Linked DNA regions of Sus scrofa: region 2 is linked to region 1. A link is a contact called in public Hi-C data. All regions are on one chromosome and are shown on one strand. Each heading gives the region's core, a stretch centred on a gene start, on an enhancer-like site or on the middle of the called end of the contact. The rest is flanking DNA. Distances are from core to core; before and after follow the strand shown. Region 1 holds the start of EVA1C (protein eva-1 homolog C). Region 2 has its middle 40 kb from the start of C13H21orf59.

Region 1 (5,610 bases), core at 1,995-4,494:
CAGCCCCTGGCTGATTAAGAGTGAGATTTGATGCTGGAATCCCCGGGGCAAAAAAAAAAAAAAAAAAAAAAAAAAAAAATCAATGACCCAGGAAAACTACACCAGCTGACAGCCTCAGAAAAAGGTTCAAGGAATAACTGCAAAGAAGAGAGAAAGGCTTAAGTAACTTTCCAAAAACTCTGCACTGCTAATCTCCCAGGAGGCCCTACAGTGCACAGACAATGGCTGGGACCTCTTTCCTTCTGGCACTTTCTTTCACCTGGATTCACCATCCTTCTTCACGAAGATTGAAGGGGGTCCCAAGTTCCCTCCACCCTCCCTCTGTCTCGGTTTTTGATGTTTCCTTGTTTAGAAAAGTAAGCAAGTAACTGCATGGTCAGATGCTGCTCTCCAGTGCTCAGCTATTGCCATCAAGCTCCACGGGGGAGGGTCCGCTGTCTCTTTATAGGCACTGATTTCTACACAGCCCTCCAAGTTCATAAAAAGGAACAGGACCGCTTGTCCCCAGGAAAACAGGGCATCAGGCTCTGAGGCCACAGGGATGGGAGAGGGGTGGGCTGGAGTGGGGAGTCACGTGATCAAGAGCCACTGCTTCAACTAAAACATTCAAGGGAACACTCAGACTGTCATCTTCAGAGCACAGGAATTTTCCTGGATGCTGTATGTCACATGGTAAGGGGATCTCTACAGGTCAATTAAGTCTCAAGTCAAATCAATCAACTTCGGAAGACTTCATCTTTCTCCTCAGTTGAGCCTTTTCTGACATTTTCCGAATGCCACACAAAGAATTTCCATCTAGACATGTCTGTGATTTAAGAGGTTATTTTTCTTTCGCTCTCCCCAAGAGGCTCCCTGACACTTTCTCCCTGATCTTCAGATCTCCAGAGTAAGGCTGACCAGAGGAAAAATGGGAGCTCCTTGTGGCTAGATCTGGCAATATCACCTCCCATCAAACACTGGCTCGGGGAGTTTTAAACCCTGGAATGTAGGTTCCCATTGAAAGCAGAAGAAAATTCCTCTTATCATTTATTCATGTAGAAAACCATGTACGAAAACAGCTATTTCCCAGGACAGAGCATCCCAGTTTGATAACTCAAGTTTCACCCTCTGTAACAACAGTTGCTGCATACAGACAATCCCAGGCTGGGGTGGTAACCTGCAGCCTGCTTCAAGGATTGTAACTGCTTCACTAAAGAAACAAACGCTAAGGGTCTATAATCTGTGAAAACAATCTAATGGTTACACCGCAATTTACCTCAAGCAATATTTGTTCAGTTACAATGATGTCACAAAAGAAGGGCTTGTCGGCTTTCAGTTCTTTGCTTAACAATATTCAGAGCCTGATGGTGGCTGAATTCAGCACTGCTTTCTATAGCTTACATCAGCAAAGACAGAACTTTTCTAGCAGCCAAGAAAGTTCTCTTACAAAAAATCAAAAGTCGATAGCACTTGAAATTCAGCATTTCCCAGCACATTTACCACAATGCTCTAACCCTCTGGTGCTGGATTTTAAGGACCACAGTTTCCTTGCCAAACAGGCATATCTTGGCTTCTTTTGCTAGGTAGAAACACTGCCTTGATATTAAATATTCAAAGCAAAGAACCTCTGACCCAAGGGCTCTCAGCTAACAATGACATTCTCTGTAAGTAAACTAGAAACCCAACTCAGCTCTGCTTTGCCAGGGTCCCCTGCCATGTAGGAGTCTACCGCACCAATAGGGCTGAGGAGTGACCATGATTATATTGCAAAAGACCCTGAGGCAGGGATACAGGAGCATGGACTTGGCAGAAGATGCTGGAGAAGGGGGAGCGTGGGGTTCAGGGCTGCTTCCTGGGCTGGGAAGGGGTGAGGAAAGGGTGAAAGGCCTCCAACCTGGCCAGGGGGAAACCCAGGTCTGATACAGGGACCTTGTTGGGCTAAGCAAGCCCGGCTGTAAAAATTCAGCTCCTATAGCCCTCATCAACCCAGAAACTTCTCTCACTTTGCAGCACCACACCTACCATCCCAGAACTGACCGAGATCAGCTGCCGGGGCCCTTGGTCCCAGTCACCAAAAAGAAAAACCTCACCCATTACTGGGGGGTGGGGGGGAGGTCGTTATTTTTGGTTAAGGCATTGGGGCTGCCAGGGGCAGATGCTGGTACTTTTGGTTAGTGAAGAGAGGTTACCGAGTCTCCTCTCTGTTCTGTAAGCTTCTAACTCATCTCCCACTGCATCTCCACCAGACCTCCCAGCCCGTGTCCGTATAGACTTCAGGTCAAGGGTCTCCTGGGCTGGTCTCCTTACATGGGCACCCGAGAGGCTGGTCGGGGCACACTCAGACTATGCGGATGGCAAACCAAGTGCAACGTGAACCAACACGTGTACCAACAGCGCCAAGAGGGGCACAGGTCTCAGCTTATCAACTTAAGGAGCTACCAGCGGACCCTCACCCATCAGAGCCGGGTCCTGCCACTGGGAAAGTGACGAGGTCAACTCACTGGAAGAGAAACTCCAAACACCATATGGACCCTTCCTTCGGGGGTGGGGCATCCCCTGCTGCCACCCCACACGCAGCTACATATACTAAGGTTTCACACTGGGCAAGAAAACCAGCTTTGATTGCGCCCCAACTTTAAACCAACCCGGCCTTGACCCCTCGGGCGTCCGCCCCCCTTCAACCTAGGGTTCAGCTGGGTGCACGGCGGCGCCGGGGGCACACAGGGAGGGAGGTCGATTCTTACCGGAGAAGTCCGTGAGCGCTGAGATCTCTTTGGAGCAGACCAGGACAGTGCAGTAGAAGAGGCGCAGCAGCTGCCCGGGCGGCTCTACCTGCCTGCGGAGGCCGGGATGCTGTGCGGGCTGGGGCGCGGGCAGTGGGCGCGCATGTCCCGGCAGAAGCATGGTGCGCAGCGCGAAGGAGCGCGAGCGCGGGCCAGGGGCGCGCCGGGGGTCGCTGGGCGGAGGGCAGCGTCACATGGCAGGACGAGTCGGTAGCCGGCGGATCCGCGGCCCCCTGCCACCTCCTGGCCCAGGCTGCCAGAGCCTCCTCCCCGGCGCGGGCCGGCACCGGCTCCCCAGCAGAGAGGAGGGGGCGGAGAACTGGGGCGGGGCCACGAGCCCCGGGAAGGATCCGCGTAGTTTCCCCGAGAGGAAATCTCCGCTGCGGCCGCGCGGGAGGAAACGAGGGCGGGGGGCGAAGGGAAAGTGTAGCCTCTCACGCTCCGAGGCTGCGGAGGCTGGTCCCTGGCGCGCCGCCCGCCGCAGAGGGCGCCCCCAGCAGCGCGCCGCGAGCCGCGCAACTTGAGCGCCCTTCCCGCCCGGGTCCCCGCCCCGAGACGGTCCGGCACCCCCGGCCGGGCCCGCTGGCCCCGTGCCAGCCTCGCCCTGGCCGCTGGAGGAGCGCGGCCGGTGCCGGTGACGCACTTTGGAGCCAGCGCTGCGCGTAGAGCCCCGTCGCCCCGGGGCGGGGCCGAGGCCGAGGTGGGGGCCGCGGGACGGTGGGGACCCGGAGGTGTGGAACTCAGCATTGACGTCTTTGCGACCTGCAGCGCTCCACGTGCCGAATCGCCAGGCTCGCACAGTTATCCCCATTTCACAGAAGAGGAGACTGAGACTCAGAGCATTGCTAAGTCTTAGGCAGCCAGGACGGGAACCATCGCGGGGCAGGCATTGTTCTCTGGATCAGGCGGCTCCAGAGCCGATTTCTTTTTGCTGCAACTGTTTTCTTTTGCGTATTGGTTGTCCGCCGCGCTCAGGGGATCTGACACTGGACCGGCACAAACAGCCGCCGAAAGCTAATAATTGGGCTTTGTTTTAAAATGGGCCACAGCATCTTTCTGAACCTCTCGATTACGCGCGGTGTAACCCACGTTTGGACACCCAGCCCGAAGAGGAGGAGCAGATTGCAGAGCCTGGCTTCGGGGGAACCGAAGACAAGTGCGTGGGGTGGGGGGGGAAATGCCGGCTGTGGTCCCTGGGGTCCACCGACCCAAACCGGCGGATTACGCGGGGCGTCCGGGCCAGGCGGCGCCGGCGGGAGGGAGGAGAGCCGGGCCGGCGGGCGCTGGGCACAAAGTGTTCCGGAACACCGCGGGAGGGCCTGCCAAGTTCTCGGCAGGCTTGACGCGGAAATGTAGATAATGAGGCCCAAGGGCGGGACCAGGCACAGTGCGCCCGCAGGCTCCGTCCGAACTGCCCCGCGTACGCCGCAGAAGGAGGCGCGGAGGCCTGGAGAAAGAAAACCGAGACTCGCTGGCCTACCTGTAGGACCCTCTTAGAGGCCGGCCGCAGGGATCGTGGAGGACCGGATGTCATAGGGTCCCACCTAGTGCTCCAGGGTCCCCGGGGCAGGGTGGGGGGAACTGAGATGCCGGCCCCTTCTTCCCTGTCTTGGGAATGGGAGTGGGAATGGGGGGATGCAAAGATCAGTATTTGTTCGTAGGACCCAGCCTGCCAAACACAATGATTTTTTAAAATCTACATTAAAGTACTCAACCTTCTCAATAACCCTTGGATGTAAGTATTCCTGCCTACTTTCTAGGTCTCTGAAACTGAGGCAAGGAGGGTGGGTAAGGATGCCTGGCACTTAAAAGCCGTTCGGTAAGGGACGTTTGCTCAAAACTCAGTTCCCTTACATTCTTTCCATTCCGTTCATTTACTTCAGATGTGAATTCGGTACCCCTGTGTGCCAGATCCTCTGCTGGGAACTGGGAGTGCTGGCACCAGAAGGGAACCAGGCTCCCTCAGGCCTAGGGGCTGCCACCAACTGTCCCATAGGGATGCACAGGCTTCCAGATGCCTGTGGGAGCACTGCTGCTGTGACAGCATCCCCTGGCTTCCTTATCTGTAAATGTCCCAGGCTCACTGTGTGGATTTAATGAGTTGATACGGGTGACATGGGTAGGACTGGGCCTGGAACGAGCAAGCATTCAGTCAGTAGTGGTCATTGGTACAGCCAGGAAGACCAAGGTAGAACAGGTAATGCCAAGTGAATGACAAGGGGCCATGAGAAGGAGCCAGAGAGGGGAGGGAAGGAGCAGGAGAGGGAGGTGCTAGGGACCTTTATAAGACAAGATGGTTGAGAAAGATGGGAAGAGTTGGCCAAACGAAAGCTAGGTATCTGTGGGGAGTGAACATCTTGGGATAAGGGATCAGCATATGTGAGACCCAAGAGGCACAGTTCCATAGAGAAGCGTGGAAGGGATGGAGCAGAGAGAAAAGGGCAGGGCAAGGTGACACAGAGAGGTCAGCGGCCAGAGCTCAGGGACCTATACCTTGGTGAGCACTTCCATCTTTTTTTTTTTTTTTTTTTTTGCCTTTTCTAGGGCTGCTCTCAAGGTATATGGAGGTTCCCAGATGAGGGGTCTAATCGGAGCAGTAGCAACCAGCCTACGCCAGAGCAACAGCAATTCAGGATCCAAGCCAGGTCTGCAACCTACACTACAGCTCATGGTAACGCCGGATCCTTAACCCACTGAGCGAGGCCAGGGATTGAACCTCCAACCTCATGGTTCCTAGTCGGATTTGTTAACCACTGAGCCATGACGGGAACTCCAGCACTTACATCTTTATCCTAAGCCCTTGTGCGCATTTCCATCATAAGCCAGCAAAGGGTTGTAAGCAGATGAC
Region 2 (5,623 bases), core at 1,952-4,451, 120 kb before region 1:
CCAGAACCCAAGTCAGTCCACCAGCCTGGGCAGCGCCTTGGAGCCTGAGGAGCCCCCGCCTCTATAAGCATCCTGCTCCCCTTTCTGGTTTTCTAGCGTCCCATTCCTGGGAGCGCTGGCATTTCACGGTTCAGCCAGCCAAGCACAGAAGAGGGCATTCTTTCAGACTGAACAGGTGTATTTTATAGCCACACACTTGACTTTCAAGACCCTGAATGAATTTTGCTGAAATACATGTTCACCTTTGGGTTCAGTCCAAGTATGCGAAGGCTTCGTCCTGAGAGCCTCTTCTCTTTCCTTCTTTCCTTTCAAAAGGATATTAAAAGTGACTGAAAAGAAGGATTTAGACATGAATGGCACTTTTTCAACATGTCTTAGAAAATGAAAAGGAGCAACTGCGATAATATGTCTTAGGGACACGGAGTTAAGGAGAAGGAGATTTCGAACCCAGTGGCTGCAATGTGAGCTCAATGCCGCCTGATCAGAAGGTGAGAATGAGGGTGACCACCCAGGTGTGTCCACCTGTCCATCACCAGCTGCCCCAGGACAACTCCCCCTGTTTTGGCACAGAGAGTCCTGCATTGCAGAAAACCCCTTGGCCCCCAGCAAACCAGGATGCTCGGGCACCATAGTTGAAATGCCTACGGATCCGAGAGCTGCTCATAAAACCCCATTCACGGAGTTCCCGTTGGAGCTCAGAGGGTTAAGGGCTCAACATAGTATCCATGAGGATGCAGGTTCCATCTCTGGCCTTGCTCAGTGCCTTAAGGATCCAGTGTTATCACAAGAGATACAGCATAGGTCACAGATGCGGCTGGGATCCGTCATTGCTGCATTGTCCGCGGTTGTGGCTCCGATTCAACCCCTGGCCCAGGAACTTTTGTATGTCACAGGTGGGGCTGTAGAAAAAAAACAAGAAAAAAACAAACGAACAAACCCATTCATCCCGGCTATAAGCAGACACCCAAGGCTACCCAATCTGGGCCAGTGAGAGCTTTTAGACAGGCTTAAAAGAGGGTCTGGGGTTTTTGGAGGCGTGAAGTTGAGCTGTCTTTACCTACTTGGCTTCCTGCCCCTGCCTTTCCCAGGCCAAGGACCCCTAGCACCCAGAGACCAGTCCTGGTCATCAGTCAAGGCCATCTGCAGCATCCCTACCACTTCTTTTTTTTTTTGTTCCCAGGCCAGGGATTGAACCCAAGCCACAGCAGTGACAGCACCAGATCCTGAACCCCTAGGCCACCAGGAAGCTCCTCCCCTCTTAATCTATCCTCTAAGAGGATAGGTTCCAAATCCCCACCCAGGAGTTCCTCTTGCGGCTCAGCGGAAACAAATCTGACCAGTATCCATGAGGATGAAGGTTGGATCCTGGCCTTGCTCAGTGGGTTAAGGATCCAGCGTTGCCATGAGCTGTGGCGTAAGTTGCAGAGGGGGCTCGGATCCCGCATGGCTGTGGCTCTGGTATAGGCCAGCAGCTACAGCTCTGATTTGACCCTTAGCCTGGGAACTTCCATATGCCACAGGTGCAGCCCTAAAAAACAAAAAACAAAACAAAACAAAAAAACCACAAGTGGCAGGGGTGGGGCTAGGAATCTGCATTCTTAGCATGAGCCCCACCCCCCTCCGGGTTCCTGATGGGCAGGTGGGGCCAAGAGGCCTGGCCTGGCCTCTGCCTGGGCTCCCATGAGCCCCTGCTCATCCTTAGGGCCCAGCTCCCGCATATGGGCTCTCTGTTTGCGCTTTCTCAGGATCCCCTCCCTTTGTCCTGATGCATCTGCTCTCCACTCTCTTCCAGCCTTTCCACCTTGACCTTCACCCCAGTGCACTGTCAACCCACTTCCCAGCCCCTCTTTGACTTCCCCCTGGGCTGGGGAAGGGGGGAACAGGGGGTGGGTGGGGGAGGGAGGTCCCCAGCAGGAGATGAGAGGGAGGGAGTGGCGGGAGGTCAGGTGTTTATTCTCCCAGCATCTTCATTTGCCATATGCCATCGCATGGGGTTGGGAGGGCAGTCTCCGACTCTGGCCCCAACCTCCCTTTCCGGTCCTCCCTCCCCTCTGTCCCTCCCTGTGAGGGGCCCATTTGGGGGCAAGGATGGAACACAGCAAGGTCGCAGAAACCACGTCCTCCCTGCTTAAGGATGTGAGACTCCCAACAGGGGGGGACAGAGAGGAGGTAGGATGAGAAAGGTGGGTCAGGGGTCAGTGTCTGAGATCCCAACCCCCACCCCAAGCAGCCACAGCACGGTTCTGAATTTGAACTTGGTCTTCAAGGTCGTCATAAGGGTATATTTGTCAAGGAAGGAAAAAGAATATTTTTATATAACTTTTGGTTTTGGCTCAAGGTATGGAACATGTGGATGCTTGGCTGGTAGGTAACACTCATTTCTACTCTCAGACCCTGCAAATACGAGAGGCAGCCCTAGAGAGTTCTATGCATACATAGGAAAATATCGTTTTATGTAGAATCTTTTTTTTTTTTTACACATTATGATATGTGTTACTTTCCAGTTTGCACTTTTCCTTGACTCACATGACTTTGACTTTTTCATGTTGGTGCATAGCAATTTCCTTTATTTAAAGACACAACGCAAGGCAGCTTTATTCTAATTTTTCCAGAACGGTTGGCATTCTTCCCAAGACATCTTCCATGAGAAAAGAAGTTTTCCACGTGCCTGAGCTGAGTGGCATTTAGCAGGACCCTCTGGGCGGAGGCGAGCCTGGCTCCAGCCCTCTGCTGACAGCACCCGCCTGCTCTCCCAGGATCCAGAGGCTTTACAATCAGAGCAAGCGCTAAGGAAGGAAGTTCGGGAGCTCAGAGCTGGGCGGCGACTCCCCGGGTCTGCACATTCTTCATGGATTCGTAACACATTCTCTCGCGGGTCCATTGTTAGCGAGTTGGGAACATTTTGCGTTTTCTCCTTGAGCGAGGTGGCATGTCATGATTCTACACACGCCTCTAATTGCGGCTCCCTCCCTTCCTCGGAAACTAATGGAGCATTTTCCAGGTCAGATTGGTGTTTAGTCATCTGAACACGAGTCCCCTTCCTCTCGCCGTAATCTTTCCCAGGCTGGATTTTGTCTTTGAAACAATAGGAAATGACAAGGTCTATTTTTCTTTTCTTGAAAGAACTCCCTCCATGGAGTCATGCGTTGGAACGGAGCAAGTCCGGGGAACGAACCTGCACCCCCCGATCGGAAGTGACCAGCTTTCCTGCCTTTGTTCAGCCGAGGCCGGCAGGCTGAGCTCATGATACTGCGGGCAGTTTGCTTCAAAGCAGGAAGGCTGCGTTTTCTCCTCAAGATAAATCCCCCATTGGATTTTTTGTGGGACCCATCTGAAAGAGATGCAGTGAGGCTGCGAGCAATCTCCAGGCAGAGATGGGGAACCTTCCAAAGGGGGGGCTCTGCCAGGCGTCATCATTCAGGCCCTTGACATATATTCGCATCGGAGAAGTTCATTGCCTCTTAAAGCACCCTCGCCAGTCAGTTCCAGGAAGAGCTTTCTAAGAACGTTGTTTAGTTTCTCCAGCAGAAAGTGAAGCTGCGATTTGGTACTTTCTACGATATTAAGACGAATGGGAGAGTGATTGGCAACCTTAAAATTACCAGTCCAAGAGTTCGAGGCCTGGCCGCTGCCCATCCCTGGCCATGGGGCTGCTGAGTATGTTCTGAGTGAGTGGCTGTGGGATGAGAATGCTGAACTCAAACCACTTGATGCAGGTCCCTAGAACTTGTCCCCCCGCCACCCCCCATTTTTTTTTTTTTTAAGGGCCGCACCTGCGGCACATGGAGATTCCCAGGCTAGGGGTCGAATTGGAGCTACAGTGGCCGGCCTATATCACAACCACAGCAACGTAGGATCCAAGCCACGTCTGCGATCTACACCACAGCTTCCGGCAATGCCAGATCCTTAACCCACTGAGCAAGGCCAGGGATCGAACCCGCAACCTCATGATTCCTAGTCGGATTCATTTCCGCTGTGCCACAACGGGAACTCCAGAACTTGTTCCTTTGGAGAAAGAATCCTGCAAAGAGACTGAGGGTTGTGAGGCAAACAAGTGTTTATTAAAAGAGGGGAGAGGGAAGATGGGTGTGGAGAAGGCACTGGTCCAGGCAGGCCGGTGGAGAGAGAGACAGAGACGGAGAGAAAGAGGAAGAGCCACCAACCTGTGCTTTGGAGGCATTTAGATTACTCGTATGGGGCCAGCCCTTCCGGGCTTCCTCTGGCCAATCATCTTTCTTTGTCTGATGCAGGACCCTAGGGTTTTTCTGGAATGTTCCTGGGGGCGCCACTAGCCTGCGGGCTCAGGAGGAAGCAGGGGCTGGCCCATCTAGTTAGCTGCAATGTTCACAGGGAGCAAAGGAAGAGGAATTAACAACAGCAATGGTCCCCAAGGAAGGGATGGTGGCAGCAGCTGCCGCAGGATAAGTGGTCACAGCCAATGTGATAGAGTAAGAGAGTTTCACAGGGAGTTGTAGAGGTCCCAGGAGGGGACCATAGAAAGAGTGGGAAACCTGGGGAATTTTGGGAGATCCCTGGAAGTTAATAATCGCTCAGAAAAGTCGTCAGAGCAGTGAGTTCCCGCTCTGGCGCGATGGGATCAGTAGTGTCTTGAGAGCAATGGGATGCAGGCCAGCCCAGCACGGTGGGTAAAGGATCCGGCGTTGCTGCAGCTGTGGCTTAGATGGAAACTGCAACTCGAATCTGATCCCTGGCTGGGGAACTCCACATGCCACTGGGCAGTCAAAAAAGAGAAGAAAAAAAAAAAAAAAAAAGGAAAGAAAGCCATCAGAACATTATAGAGGGAGTTTCTGTTGTGGCGCAGCGGAAACGAATCTGACTAGTATCCCTGAGGATGCGGGTTCGATCCCTGGCCTCCCTCAGTAGGTTGAGCTTGAGCTGTGGTGTAGTTTGCAGACGTGGCTCACTCAGATCCCAAGTTGCTGTGGCTGTGGCGCAGGCCAGCAGCTGGAGCTCCAATTCGACCTTAGCCTGGGAACTTCCATATGCCATGCATGCGGCCCTAAAAAAAGGCAAGAAAAAAAAAAAAAGAGCATCCTAGAGCGAAGCAGCCTTGCTTAACTATAAAACCGTAAATAAAAGCACAAGATATGCCTCAGGTCATTAAGTGAGAGATGAGAGATTCACCACTTAATGAGAGAGAAAACGAGGCCTGATTTCAAGTTCAGCAAGACAATGATCCTTAGGACCAAGGATGGGAATTGAAGGGAAAGATGACATTTCCCGAGTAGGAGACCCTCACTGTACAGAAACCCGACCTGATTCAACATAGTTTAGCATCTGTTACCGCCCTTCCGCTGATGTGAATACGCGCCCTGACAGTCCTAGTTTGATCTCATAGGGCCCAATACTCTCTTACCGGATACGAAGGAGAAGCTAATGACTTGTAAGCCTGATGTCCACTCAAAGACAAGGGAGGAGGCAGTCTTTTCTCCTCCCCACTTTCCTTGGATGATAAAACTGTAGCCCACCTAATCCTTAGGGCAGAGCCTCCTTCCCTGCCTGCTTACATCTCTCACAGGCATCCTATCTTTTTTTTTTTTTAATTTATTTATTTATTTTTCCGCTGTACAGCATGGGGGCCAAGGCACACTTACATGTGTAC

Evidence for each region. A called contact is a pair of places that touch in the nucleus more often than the background predicts.
Region 2: a Hi-C map of skeletal muscle shows a contact between it and region 1, with 7 times the contacts expected there. The contact joins the enhancer-like site here to the promoter of EVA1C in region 1. A contact is called at or near these places in 8 of 47 Hi-C or Micro-C datasets (embryonic fibroblasts, heart right ventricle, liver and 2 more) and 1 of 2 datasets of contacts at active chromatin or transcription factors (skeletal muscle).

What each region holds. Positions count from the first base shown.
Region 1 is chr13:196,065,277-196,070,886 of Sscrofa11.1, reverse strand. EVA1C (protein eva-1 homolog C) reads right to left here and starts at 3,244. Exons shown (of 8, transcript XM_021070917.1): 1 at 2,724-3,244. The coding sequence starts at 2,883.
Region 2 is chr13:196,182,754-196,188,376 of Sscrofa11.1, reverse strand. No RefSeq gene overlaps it. Among named protein-coding and RNA genes, the nearest start is that of C13H21orf59, 40 kb to the left of the region's middle. Within about 2 kb of position 3,201, at least 26 of the 83 cell types and tissues checked have an H3K27ac peak or open chromatin away from gene starts, as enhancers often do. A contact at or near this core is called in embryonic fibroblasts, retroperitoneal adipose tissue and skeletal muscle, where this site is marked.